Regions from separate parts of the Mus musculus genome. Here all the other regions are linked to region 3. Evidence: chromatin contacts called from public HiChIP or PLAC-seq data. All regions are on one chromosome and are shown on one strand. The core of a region is the stretch at or near the end of the contact, and the rest is flanking DNA. Distances in the headings are between cores, read along the strand shown. Region 1 has its middle 27 kb from the start of Gm39537. Region 2 holds the start of Frmpd3 (FERM and PDZ domain containing 3). Region 3 holds the start of Morc4 (microrchidia 4).

Evidence for each region. HiChIP or PLAC-seq counts read pairs in DNA pulled down with a chosen protein or histone mark.
Region 1: a contact with region 3 is called in an H3K27ac HiChIP or PLAC-seq map of trophoblast stem cells, with 3 times the contacts expected there. The contact joins the enhancer-like site here to the promoter of Morc4 in region 3. A contact is called at or near these places in 3 of 39 promoter capture datasets (hippocampal neurons, liver and stem cell-derived epiblast-like cells), 2 of 484 Hi-C or Micro-C datasets (adipose-derived mesenchymal stem cells and liver) and 3 of 115 datasets of contacts at active chromatin or transcription factors (embryonic stem cells, stem cell-derived neural progenitor cells and trophoblast stem cells).
Region 2: a contact with region 3 is called in an H3K4me3 HiChIP or PLAC-seq map of embryonic stem cells, with 4 times the contacts expected there. The contact joins the promoter of Frmpd3 here to the promoter of Morc4 in region 3.

Annotation. Positions count from the first base shown.
Region 1 is chrX:140,163,780-140,168,514 of GRCm38.p6, reverse strand. No RefSeq gene overlaps it. Among named protein-coding and RNA genes, the nearest start is that of Gm39537, 27 kb to the right of the region's middle. Within about 2 kb of position 3,459, at least 3 of the 459 cell types and tissues checked have an H3K27ac peak or open chromatin away from gene starts, as enhancers often do. A contact at or near this core is called in trophoblast stem cells, where this site is marked.
Region 2 is chrX:140,340,188-140,344,432 of GRCm38.p6, reverse strand. It overlaps Frmpd3 (FERM and PDZ domain containing 3), which reads right to left and starts at 2,170. Exons shown (of 15, transcript NM_001320946.1): 1 at 2,044-2,170. The region is part of intron 3 of Gm32113 (predicted gene, 32113); the gene reads left to right.
Region 3 is chrX:139,869,299-139,873,710 of GRCm38.p6, reverse strand. It overlaps Morc4 (microrchidia 4), which reads left to right and starts at 2,057. Exons shown (of 17, transcript NM_001193309.1): 1 at 2,057-2,439; 2 at 2,569-2,641. The coding sequence starts at 2,338.

The DNA.
Region 1 (4,735 bases), core at 2,210-4,709, 290 kb before region 3:
GGGTTCAGAAAAACATATAGTCAGATATAACATGACTACTGCCATGATAGGAAAAGGCACATGTGACTGTGTAAAATTAGAAGTGGATCACCACAGCCATCTTTAGGAGCAGAGATGCTTCTAGAAGGAAGAGAAGATGTAAGAATTTATACTAGAAAGAGAACTAGAAGCAAGAGAGTTAAAGTTTAAAGTTGGCAGGATGGCATAGGGAGATGACTAGATGCTGTTAACTTGGAGATTATGTTGCCCAAGTCCTTAGAACACCATAATCCAAACAGTGTCTTAGAAAGCTGTATGACTCAATGACCCAAAGGAGTTAGCTTCTCAAGTTTGTGGAAAACCTTTACAAAGTTAGGTTGAGAACATAGACAAGGTCATAAGACAAGTGCAGAAACAGGAGATGGCTGTGGCAGGCAAGATGTGAGTGGGGATTGACTCCTAAATAGATACAAGTCTCATCAGTCTGTTGAATGTGTTTCAATATTCTGCTAAACCCAGAAACTAGGCTGCTTCCTGGCTGGAGAAAGGGTGGCTGCTGGGAGGCAAATCTGGAGAATGCTGTAGCCTCAGTCTCAGGAACCCTAATAGATTTGGTCCATGCCTATCAAAAACCGACTCTCATATTTTATAATCAGGAGATGACAGTTTTTATAAATGCACTTCTGTAGAAGACATCCTCAAGCAAGCAAACCCACTCAAAATGTACTGCTAGCTTCTCATTGCTACTGCATCAAGCACTCTATATAAGACCTTGGTTTTGGTTTGTTTTAAATAGAACCTTAGAATAACTCTGTGAGGCAGGGAGAACAGGGACTGCCATTGAGATGAAGAGACTAAGAACTAGAAAACTTATTATCTCAAACTGGAAGAACCCTGAAGTCAAGCTAGAAATTAGGTCCTTTGAGATCTGACCCATGCTTTCTTCTATGCATTAGCCCTCCACCATTTCCAAGGGCGTGTGGTCCAAGACATTCAGTAGAGGCTTAAAACTGTTGAGAATTCTGAACTCAATATGTAATCTCTGTGAAATCATGGTGGTAGACCATGATTGAGAGGGTTGCTGAGTGACTAAGGGACATATACAGAATGGATATGCTAGATAGAAGGATGCCATGAGACTTCCTCATGCTACTCAGATTGAGGACAAGTTTTAATCTTAGGAATATTTTATTTCTGGAACTTTCTTACTTAGTATTTTCAGCCTACAGATACCCATGAGTAGCTGAGAAAAAGGCAAATGGAATTGTGGGTAGGTAAGAAAACCTATTGTCCTGTGGAGAAAGGCCCATTTTTAATAACCCTTTCACTATCATTTTTGCCCATGTTTTCCTTGCCTTGCTAGACTCTGCTCCTTCTATCTACCCTCTGGAACCTTGGGTTTATACCTCCTTCATTCAGATCTGCCTTGTGTAAGTCACAGTCCAGTCTCTGTACCTAGTTCTTTGCTTGATCCCAAGAATGTGTTCATACAGAGGATGTGTATAAAGTTCTAGCCCAGTGGAGTGGAAGGGTTAGCAGAGAAGGTATCTATCCTATGTCTGCCCTTGATTTTCTTTCTGTTCTGAGATATGTTTGCTTTCTTTGAGTCTTCACAGCCAGAATTGAAATCAAAGCTGTAAAACATGCCAAGTCAATGGCTGTAATAAAACTACTTTAAATCTCTGTTCAAAGTGTTTATTTATATTATATCCCAAATGTTCTGTTTGGAATGCCAAAGCTTTTTCCAGTAGCAACAAGCCACTGGAGAAATAAGCATTAAGTACAAATCAAGCTAGATCAGCCACTGGCCTGATTCAAAATCACCGGTCAGGACATAAATTTGAAATAAAGTGGGAACGCATTGCCTTCTAATTAGGAACTGTGGCATTAGAAACCCTCTCCATCAGTGTGTTTGCATCTTCCATGATTTCTTCTGTGTAGTAGGCTATAAATTACCAGAAAATGTGAAGATGAAGAAGCAAATTACAGCCTGGCATGTTGATACTACTAACTGTAGTTCTAGCTCCTGGGAGCTAGAGGCAGGGGGATCCGGAGTTTGGGGTCATCCTTAGTTGTATAGCAAGCTCCAAGCCATCTTGGAGCCATGTGAGACACTGTCTCAAATGTCCTCCCTGTTTCCCCCCAAAGCAAGCAAATCATATCCACCCTGTGTTTGTAAAGTGATTTATGCAACTAGAGCCCGTGTCCAGTCCTGAACTTGGGACCCTTATCAGGAATCACATGAAGTGGTGTGGGGAGGTTCTGAGAATGTACATTTGTGACATACTTCCCCAGGTGGTGCAGGTGCTGTTAGACTAGTGTAAACAAGTTGAGACTCTCAGCCTTAGGGGCTGTACTGAAGAGACAGGAAAGTCAAGGGACTCTGGACCCAGGGGAACTCGTGCAGAGGCAAGGATTGCATCACACAAGGAGGTTCCAGCCAGCTACAGACAGGGCTCAGCGGCCCACTCCTGGGTCTCAGTAGTTATAGAGTACAAGTTAACCCAAGTTGGGCCTTGTGACAAAAGCCTTGCTCTTTGTGGAGTTTTTCTAATTCTTGCTGTCATGCCTCGTTCTTCCCACATGAGGAGAGAGTGGTGAAGGAAACTGTGGCACTCATCTTCCCTGGAACCAGTGGCCCATGATGAGCCCTGAGTTCCAGAGCTGTAGCAGTTGAGAACTACCTACAGTAACTCTCAGGCTGATGGCCCCATGTGGTGGCTGAGAATGCACATCTTTGAAAAGCCCAAGCGACACTGACTTCTTGACAGAAGGGGCTACGAAGTAATCTGTGTCCTTAAGACTGAGGGGCCTGTGACAGTGAGAGACCGGCAGAACAGGGGAAGTTTAAATATATACTGAGGATTTCATTGTCATGGGTCACATTTTTCTAGAGTTATGAGTTTGCAAGAACTATACCAATTTATGTACAACATTTCTTCATTGCAAACTAGGTTTCAAACCACTGTTTGGATTGGGTAGTTTGGGTTCAGAGGAGAAGGGAACTAAGAGTTACTGAGAGTTAGGTCTCAAACCTGGGACAAAGGCTAACTGAGGTGCCTATTTAACGTATCAGAGTGGACCTGGCTGCCAGGTTCTCCCTGTAACCCTCAGTCTCTACCTATTTACAGGGTATGACTGGTATACTAGAAACTCTCAGAGTAGGCACAAGACACCCCAAGACCGCGTTCAGCACAAAGGAGCACTATTTGCCCCGCAGGGACAGAGGGCAGGCATAAGAGACAAAGACAGGAAGTAGAGGAAGAGGAAGAAAGGTAAGGCAACAGGGAGGGGGAGAAAAGGGTCAAGGGAGACAGGGAAGGGAAGGACAAAGGACTGCCTCTGGGTAGAGAGGAGACAGATCTGGCCCATAGGAAAATAGCCATTTATAAAGGTAAAAGGGGAAACCCCATGTTAGGATGAGGTGTTTCATTTTGATTGGACAGGCTAATTAGGTGAGGTAATGGCCCGCTTTTGCTTGCTGGACCTTGGTAGTCAGCCTCAGGAGGAGGAAGTGGCCAAAGAATGTAATGATCCTCTGTGGCTAGCTTTAGAAGTGTAATCTAACAGTTTTTTTTTTTCCTTTTTTCTTTTTAGCAAGGCAGAGGGAATAAGGAAGGACAAGGCCTGTCAGAGCCATGTTGCCGTGCTTGGACTGGCTAGAGTTCCTTCACCCTGCCCTCCTCCCTAACCTGGTTGGGTTGTCCTGCCCCAGTAGACTCTTTCCTAGCCGTTTTGGTAACCTGACTCTTTTTTTTTTTTTTACTTTTTCTCATCAGGGCCCCTGCACCTGGTGCCTATATGTCTAGCTCCCTGTCCGCCTCACATGGCTCGGGGTCATGTCTCCTCTTAACTCTCCCAGGTGTCCCTCCCTCAGGCTCTGTTTTCCCTTTCGCTGAGTTCTAAGGGACTCCAGAGACTCCAGGACTCTGAGGCTCCAGGGGTGATTAGTGCCTCAGTTTCTCCTATCATCCTCTCCTCCTGTAGGAAGAAGACGTTCTTCCTGTTTTCCTACATGTGGTACTCATTCACTGAGTTCTATGAAACTTTTTGGGCGGGGGGGGCATTCCCCCAGAGTTACCCCATTTGCTTCTCCCACCAACCCAGTTGGGTACAGACACCAATTACTGCATCTCTTGTGACAGCCTCCGGGAGTTTCAGTCAGTCACCTGCCCATTGCCACACTGTTTATCAAAGCTAGATCTGGATTCCAGATCAGAGCTGGCTCCAAAGCCTTTCTCCCCACAGCTGCTCCTAAGTGCACAAAAGACATGCCCTGCTCACAAGAACAGGGGAAAGGAAGGGGGATTTCAGCAACAAAGGTCACGGGAACAGAATCTTCTAGTAGCCAAGGTAAGGAAGGATGAGGCTAGAGGGAGAAATTGGCCCTCAATTCAGAGACTGTCCATTCACAGCTTGACTTCTTGCAGTCTCCTACCCACAAAGCTCTGGCTTAGCCCGCTTTCCTGGGAACACAGTCTGGGATAAGTCCCCAAGCTCACAGGCTATTTCAGGGAAGAAGCCCGGACAGGAACTTACGACCTTTCCACCCAGCCTAGTCTGATCTCCCAGTCTGATACCGCCCAGGTTTCAGGATGTCCACTCCTATAGGACACAGGACCTTAGAGAATGGGTCAGTACAGGATAAGAAGAACTTGCCCACAGCATGGTGCTTAGCTTAGGAATGCCAACATTTGTGTTGGCTTTAGGGGGCAGCTTCCTTAGCTTTTGACCTTGGGAATGGAAAGCTGTAACT
Region 2 (4,245 bases), core at 921-3,420, 470 kb before region 3:
TATATATATATATATATATATATATATATGTATGTATATATATATATGTATGTATGTATATATATATTTAAATTAACTTCTAACAGAGGTATTCAGATAGAGCCATAACATCGGATTAACAACTCCAAGCCAGCAAGCCAGACACTTGTTTAATTAATAAAACTTATAAAGCATAACAACTTATTGATGTTGCAGGCACGGCGCTTAGTACAACAACAAAACCCAAATCCATCTGAAACCCTGTCTTCTCCTGGAAGCCTGCTCTCTACCAATCTATGCAATTCCGTCTTTAGTGTAAAGGGAGCAGCGAGCAAAGAAAAAGAGAGTGGAGATTTCTGGGCAAATGGCTGGGGACTGTGGTAAGTACAAACTGCTCTTTTCATGATTAGATTTGTCCAAAACAGGTATGGTTTGGGGGTTATTGGATGTGGGTTGGAACTCTTAAGCCCCATTCCTTTGCCTATAAAGAGAGACTCATTATAGGACTCACTTCGAAGTACCCATGAAAAGATTTAATACATGAAACGAGCTGGCAAAGTAACTGCTCATTTATAGGATCTACTAGCAATTAATATTATCATTGGGCATCCAGTAATAGGATCTGCTGTGTCCTAACTCGCTGTTTGTCTTTCTCCACAGTTTGTAATGGGGGGGGGGGTAATTTGAAAAATTGATTCAACATTCTTTGGGACTGGGCCCTGACTTCAGAAATACAGAATTAAAATGAGTTTTGCCACAGGGAAATCAACCTGGTTTTTATTAGCCCATTAAAGCCAGCTTGTTACCAATATTTCCAATAGTTATCAATGGGGATATGTATGAAGAAAGAGTGGGTTGAAATCCTAGCCCTGCCCCTCACTAGTTGTTGGACTAGTCTTGACCCACCTCTCTATGCCTTGATTTCTTCATTTGTAAAAATGAATAATATTAGTATTTACCCTACATGATATTTGTGAAGAGTGAATAAAATACTGCATGTAAAGTGCTTAGTGCTATGCCTGGCATATAGCAATCTCCAAGCAAATGACAGCTAGAGTTGTTATTATTGCATATGACTTGTTACTACTGGGAGGTAAGCCTGACCAATGTAGTGGAGGGTCGAAAAACAGAGGGGAGATACTGGTCTTGTTATGTCTGCCCTAACACCGTCTGAATTTTACACAGCCTAGAGAAAATAGTGACAGGAATGTTCCTGCCAGTCTTACTTGCTAATGGATGATATTTCTGTAAATAATGCACCACCAGGTGGGTACAGTGGTCATGTTTCTCAGCCTGGCTGTGTTTGGAGAAAACTGAGGTCTCAGCTGCCCCCTCCCTATAAAGCAACACCGCGTCAGCATCCCCTGTGCACCTCCCCCACCGCCAAAGAGCACAACCTAGCCACTATGCCTGGGGAACTGAGGAGGGAGGCTAGAAGCCCAGACCTTTTCCCACTGGACTCAGTTGCCTGCAGGAGCCCAAAAGCTCTCACCTGGAAGGGATCCTGGAGGATCTGGCTGCTGCTGGCAGGGGGCTTTGGTTCCAACCCCTAGAAGCACTGCCCTCCCTCTCCTCCAGCTTTCTGCTCTCCTCGCCTCTCTACACCGTCTTCACTCCCCGCCCCCCACCCTCAGCAGGAAAACTTCCCGCTCCTGCAGCCACTTTGCCATGGATATCCAAACCTCTGCCCCGCGTGCATCTTGCCTTGCCATTTCCTCGTCCGTGGCTCCGCGAACCGACCCGAGGACCGCTTGGCAACTAGAAGGAATTCTTGGGGGGCTCGAGGTGGGGGATGGAGAGAAATGACACCCCCCGAAGCGCGAACTCTGTAATCCTCTGTCTTCACCCCCCCCCCCCCCCAAGCCCCGTCCTCCCTCTGTCCCGGGAAGGAGCGAGGAAGGGCCACTCACCCAGAAGGGGCATGTGCTAGACTGCCCCCAAGTCACTCTGAGGTGCCAGTGAGGACCCTAGCAATTTCTGCGGACCTCACAACCCCACACACGCCCAGCTATATGATCCTTTCCCAAGCAAGCCCTAGCCTGGCTTCTGGGGCACAGTACTTACTGTCGGGGACCCTCTCCAGGCCCGGTCTGCGTGGCTGCGGAGCCGGGAACCCTCCCTCTGTCTCTCCCGCGCACTGCCCCTGCCAGTGCCCAGCTCAGACACTGGCGGCAGCGGCGTCTGTAGGAAGAGAAAGATCACGCCTGCCTTAGAAACCCAGCCCCTGCTGTGACCAGAATCTTAAAGAACGAGGCGACTGGCTCAGCCCCAGAGCTGAGGCTGAGGTGATGAACTAAGCAGGGAGCTGAGAAACAGCCCCTCTTTTGCACCTGGATTCGGGACCTCGTGAGCAGTCTGGTGTCCCTGGAGGACCCCTCCCTCTGGGAACAGAGGTGTATGGATAATCCAGCTGCCGCTTGGCTGAGCACTTATTAAGATCTGGACACTGTGCTTTGCATGCATTTTCTCATCCCAGCGCCCTTTTCATTGTACACAAAACAAAACCGAGGCTCTGGGGAAGCAAAACAAACACCCCTGGAGATCAAGGGGAGAACTGGTGGGCTCAAGAAAGAAAACCCGCAGGGATCTTAAATTAGGGGGGTACCCGGAACAAACGCTGCTTTGTATTACTGCAAAGTGGTATCTGGAGACCAGTCTGTCTCTCTCTCTCTCTCTCTCTCTCTCTCTCTCTCTCTCTCTCTCTCTCTCTCCCCCCCCCCCCCCCGCCGGCCCCCATTTTTCTAACTGGACTAAAAACAAGTGGCAACTCCGGGCACTCTTCTTTAGCAGAGACAGCTCATTTCTTAATATTTGATAGATCTCTAGTATGTACCCGACTCCATGGTAGATAGAAAAGGGAGGAGGAGGGTGTTTGGATCCAGGTGGTCTTTTCTGAGACAAGCTCAGAGTCTCTGAAGTCTGGGTTGTTATGCTTGGAGTTCCTCAAGAAGGGGAGAGTGCTCAGGTCCTTTAAGAGGAGAGAGCAGCCAGTGTTCTCAAGTAACTCTCACAGCAGAACTTCAGAGTCACTGATGGGAGACCAGAGAAAAGCTTGTAGAGACATCTTGGGGAGGCTCTTCTTGAAGTGGGACTGATTCTGACTCCTCTCTGCTACTGGGTTAAGGGCCCATTGGATCAATTCCTCTGTGAAGGATGAGTGGAAGGCAGCTTTGTTAGGAAATCAAGTCCCATTGGCTTCTCTGTGGCTGTCACACTAGCCTTTCTTTGGCATTGCCATCTGTGAGTTGGGAAAGACCTCAAACTCCTTCTTTCATGGTCAAAATGATCAAATAGCATCACATTCGTATCCTATTTTAATGACTTAAGATCAGTAGAGCTGTGTGTGGTTGGCCTTATCTATAGTCTCAGACATCTGGGAAGGTGAGTATAGAGGATCACTTGTGCCCAGGAACTCAAGAGCAACCTGGGCGACATGGTGTGACCATTTTTTCAAAACAACAAGAAGGAGAACCATTGTAGAACTTGTTTCTTCCTTCCTTGCAGCAAATACTTATTAGCATCTATGTGTGTTGGGTACTGTGTTAGGAGCAGCACGCGTCCATAGTCCTGTAGGTGAGTCTACCTTGTAAGGCAGAAAGATCACAAGACTGGAAGTTAGAAAACATTTAAAGCCCCAGTTCTTTGACTAAACGGCTGTGTGACCCTGAATGAGTCATGTATCCTTTGGTACCTCAGTTTTCTTGTTGGTCAAACAGGGATAATAATGCCTTCCGGTCCTCCTTTCTGGGGGTGTTTGTGATGCTGGAGGGAAGTAATAGATAGGAAGGAGCTTTGACAGGTATAAAGTCATTAGACAAATGTCGGGGATTAGTCTGTCTCTAAGGTGGGAGGGGGCTACAGGGAGGTAAAACTGAAAAGAAATCCTGGCTGACTCTTCCAGATTGATTGTACTTAATTTCATCTTTCCAGAACTAGTGAGCCGGCATCTAAGCAGCCCCTGCTCTGTGAAATAGTGTTTTCCCTCAGTGGTGCCTATGACACACTGGTTAGTGATGGCTTGGCATTAAACCGAGGAGATTGTTTTAAGGACTTGAATGGAACCAGCAGAACTGTCTGGGCTTTGGGTCTCTAAAGCAGCCTGCTCCTCTCATGAGATTATGAGACCCCAGCATTGCAGGTGTCTGGGTCAAAACCTCTTCAGATCACCAAGATACCTCCATTTAGAAAACACGAAGCTCATGTTAGACAGCAAAGTGTGGTCAAGAGGGGAAAGACTTACTTTTGCTGATAGCCGGGGTTCTGGGT
Region 3 (4,412 bases), core at 808-3,307:
TGAGAATCTATCACAAAATAAAGGATAAAAACTGAGCTGGAGAGAGAGACATAGTTTGGTGATGGAGGGACAAGACCCAATCCTAGACACGTGTACTCAAAACGCTCAGTATGGCAGAAACGAAAATCATAATGTGGCAACACCTCACTCTAGTTAAAAATGACAAAATGAGAAAGAAAACAATTGCCGGTGTGGATGTAGAGAAAAGGAAGCCTTTACGAACTGTTGTTGCGGGTGCAAATTAGTACATCCATTATGAAAAAAAAATGTATGGAGCTTCCTCAAAACATTTAAACATAGAATTACCTAGAACCAGACACAGAATTATCTAGAAATCCCCATTCAGTATACATATCCAAAGGAAATGGCATCACTATAGAAGAAGAGACATCTTCACTCATGTTAGTCACAATGGCTACAACTTACATTTTTACATTTAACTTAAATGTCTAATAACAGGGAAACTGGGAAGTGGTTGAGTAAGGCAGTCATCCGTAGAAGGTGGCCAGCAGCTTAAGTTGCTGGAAGGACTAAAGGCTGGTACTTTACCCATCAATAAGGCATCTATAGCTGGACGTTTTTGAAAAACGTTTTCGTTACAAACAGAAGATAAATGTAATGCTGGGCGTGGGGGCCCTCCCTGATGTCTGAGCATATGCTGAGGAAGGAAGATACAGAGCCAGAGGCCTGCCTGAGCTAGGTAATGAGTGTCTCAAAAACAAATCACTCAGTTGGGAAAGCGCTTGCTGTGCAAGGAAAAGGACCTAAGTTCAATCCCCAGACCTCGTGTTCTTAAAAAAAAAAAAAAAAAGGAAAAAGCCAGGGTTAGTGTCCTTTTGTAATCCTTACCACCACCACCACCACCGAGAGAGACGGAAATAAGCAGATTGCTGGCTGGCTAATCACCCCATGCTTACTTAGTGATTTCTAGGCTGTTGAAAGACCCTGTCTCAACAAACAAGATGATGACCTTTGGCTTCCATGTACAAATGGACACGTGAAAACCTCGCCACCCATAAGAACACATATACACCTGCGTGCGCGCGCGCACACACACACAGAAAAAGGAGTCTGGAGAAGTGGCCCAGTTGGTAAAACATTTGCCATACAAGTCTGAGAACCCCAGTTCAGATCCCCAGCACCCACATAAAAATGACTGCAACCCCAGTGCTCACAGGGTTGGGAGTAGTGATAATGGTGGTAGGGGTGCTTGCGTAGTGTGCCCTTCCAGGACCTGGGTTTGCTGTCAACACTACATGATGACTCCACAGCACAGGTAAATGTAGACTCACAGCAGGCATGCCCTTTAAAAGTGGAATATAGGGGCAGGGAAATGGCTCAGGGATGAAGGTGCTTGTCACAAGACCTGAGAACCCCAAACTTACAGAAGGTGGAAGGTGAGAACTTAACTCCCTCAAATTGTGTGCTGATCGCCACACGTGCACACAGACACACAATCACACAAAATAAGCAAGCGCAATAATTTTAAAGACTGTTGAAAAAGCATGGCTGTGTGAGTTTGGAACCGCAGTCCCAGAGACACCAGGCCTTCAAATGTCAGTGGTGTGCAAACGATGCGCCCCCAAGAGCACAAACACACAAAGCTGCATATTACTTTATGCGCATCCTATAACATAACCAACCCCCTATTTGCAGCGAGTAAATTCAGTTTCTCCTACTATAAAGTCTCCCTGCCGGTTTGAAGGATCGGTAGGCCGTTTGCCAATTGCATTCTAGAAAGTTCCTGGTGCTTCCATAAGCTTTCGAAGTAGCTAGTGGGAATAATTCCCCTTAGCTCCAGCCTATCTTCCCAGATAGCAAAACTGCAGTCCTTCGAAATTCAAAGACTTGTCTTATCCTGCCTGTTAGTCATGAAGCCTAAGTGGGACTCCAGAAATCCCATGCACGCTCTCCCTCCTCTTGCCACATTCCCGCCCCTCCCCACGCACCGCCATCCCCCCTCCCCTCGCGCTTTCCCGCTCGGCCGCCTGGCCTATGGCAAACGCCAAGAATTAATTAGGGGCGGGGATGGAGGAGCGTCTGTCAGGAGATCGCCATATTTCTGTACGGCCCAGGGGCAGCCCTGGCAGTCGGTGGGTCAGGAGAGGTGCTGACAAGGCGGGGCGGGCAGACGCTGGGTTCCTCCGGCTTCACCCCTCCCGCTGGGGACAGGTGGCTGCAGCGCGCCCCGCCTCTGCCAGCTGCGAGTGGGAACGAGAGAGGGCCAGTCCGGGACGGCCACCGCCAGCTGCGAGTCGGGGGACAGCGCGATCTAGTGCGGGGACAGCCGGCCCAGGGGTCCGGCAGCAGCAAACCGGTATCCTGGCGGCCAAAAAAATGCTCCTGTACCGAGGGGCCCCTGCGGGCCCCGGAACGCCGGGAGGCGGACTGGCCCGGGCGGGCAGCGTCCCGCAGGCCTTCAGGATCCGCCTGAGCACGGTAGGTCCGGGGGCCCCCGAGGGGACGGACTCGCGCGAGCGCGCCCGGGTCCCAGGGCTGCGGGGGGCGCGCGGGGAGGGCTGGGCGAGCTGAGGCCTCACGCGGGACGGAACCTTCTCTCGCCCCCAGATGAGCCCCCGCTACCTCCAGAGCAACTCCAGCAGCCACACGCGACCCTTCAGTGCCATCGCGGAGCTGCTAGGTGAGTGACGAGGGCGGGCCGGGTGGCGGGTCGCAAGCCCGAGGCAGAGGTGCCAGCGTGGTGCGGTGGACGCAAGAGGAATGCACGAGGCGCGTGGGGCGGGTCCTCTCGGGACGGGCTGGGGGAGCTCGGCCACCGTGATCTCTTAGGGAGGGGGACAGGGAGGGTAGGGTGGGGTGGGATGGGGTAGGGTGAGGTGGGGTGGGGTGGGGTAGGGGGGCGACGGGACTAGATCGTGCCTGGAAAGCCGAGGAAGCGAGGTGTGTACTAAGAGTTTGGTAGGGTTCCCGCGCTGTTGTTCTGTCTGGATCGTGATGTTCCAGTCACTTTAGGATTCTTAGTTAATAATCAAAGAGCAATGCATAAAAATATCGGGCCCCGAAGCGACTGGATTTGACCAAGGCTGGCGACCGACAGAGGGCCCCAGGCTGGCAAAGGAACAGTGCAGAGGGCCCTGTAGAGTAGTTGGAAAGATCTGGAAATGACTTCTTTAACTTTAGAGACTTAAGTCTAGGAATGATGGGCCATCTCTTAGATGATGACACGAGTGCATTTGGCTCCCGGAGACTGCAGAGGGCTGGGTCCGTAGTCCACGAGCGCCCTCACACCGCTGGAATGAATACGGAGGCCTTAAGGACTTAACCTCTGGGTGCACCGGTGCTCGCTCAAAAAAAAAAAAAAAAGGAAAAAAATTCACTTGATTCCTTAGAGCTGAGTGCATCGCTTCTGCACTAATGTACTGTTCAAAAGGCAAAGATGAAAAGCAGTTCTGCGCAAAATGCAGCAGAGCAAGCACATTATAAATATTTCAAAAACTGAAAGAAGGAAGACAGATTTATATGGCTAGTTAGCACAGAACAAGACTCTTGAAAATGGTTTCAGAGCCACATGAATGAACCCCAGTGGGGACGTAAGCCACCACTGTGGCCATGCCAGGAGACTTGTTTTCCTAAAGATGTCGGTGAGCCACAGGAAGAGTCAGAAGAGTTATTTGGAAGGTGCTGGAGGATTCTGATGATTAGTTTGGCTATGAGCCCAAATGGTATAGAGTAGGTTGCTGATTGCTTTCTAGAAAGTTCAGGAGGAAAGTAACATTGATGATACAGCTTGAATTTCCAGACTGAGGTGACTCTATCGTTTAGGTTTTCCCCTATGGTTTTTTCTTTTTCTCCTTCCTTCCTTCCTTCCTTCCTTCCTTCCTTCCTTCCTTCCTTCCTCCCTTTTTTTTTCTTTTGAGATAGCGTCACATTATGTAGTCCAGTTGACCTGAAATTTGCTGTGCAGATCAGGCTGGCAGTCAGCACACAAAGATGTGCCTGTGTCTGCCTCCCAATGCTAGGATTATAGGCTCTTGCCACTGTACTCAGCTCACTGGATGGTATTTTTAAAGCATTAAATTAAAAAACATAGACCTGGGCTAATGTGTGTATATTATGTACATATATGTGTATACACAGATTTTCTTATAAAAAAAAAACCAAGTCACAAATATTAACAGGGAAAAGGAACATCAGAGTGTTTATTGATAATCCCAAACTTTCTTTTTTACTTTTTCTTCAAGTGTTTTCTCTACTTCCTCATGAATTTTTAGGAAATCACTCATTTGATAAACATTTATTAATCATCTACTATGCACAGGGTCACCAAGATAGGTAGAAAAATGGATATGACCAAGTTCTACTTTATTAACAGGTATGATGAAACATGTAAAAAGGTTTTATCATTTCTGTAGCAACCTAGTAGAAAAGGACGTGTGCAAAGAGAAGCACAC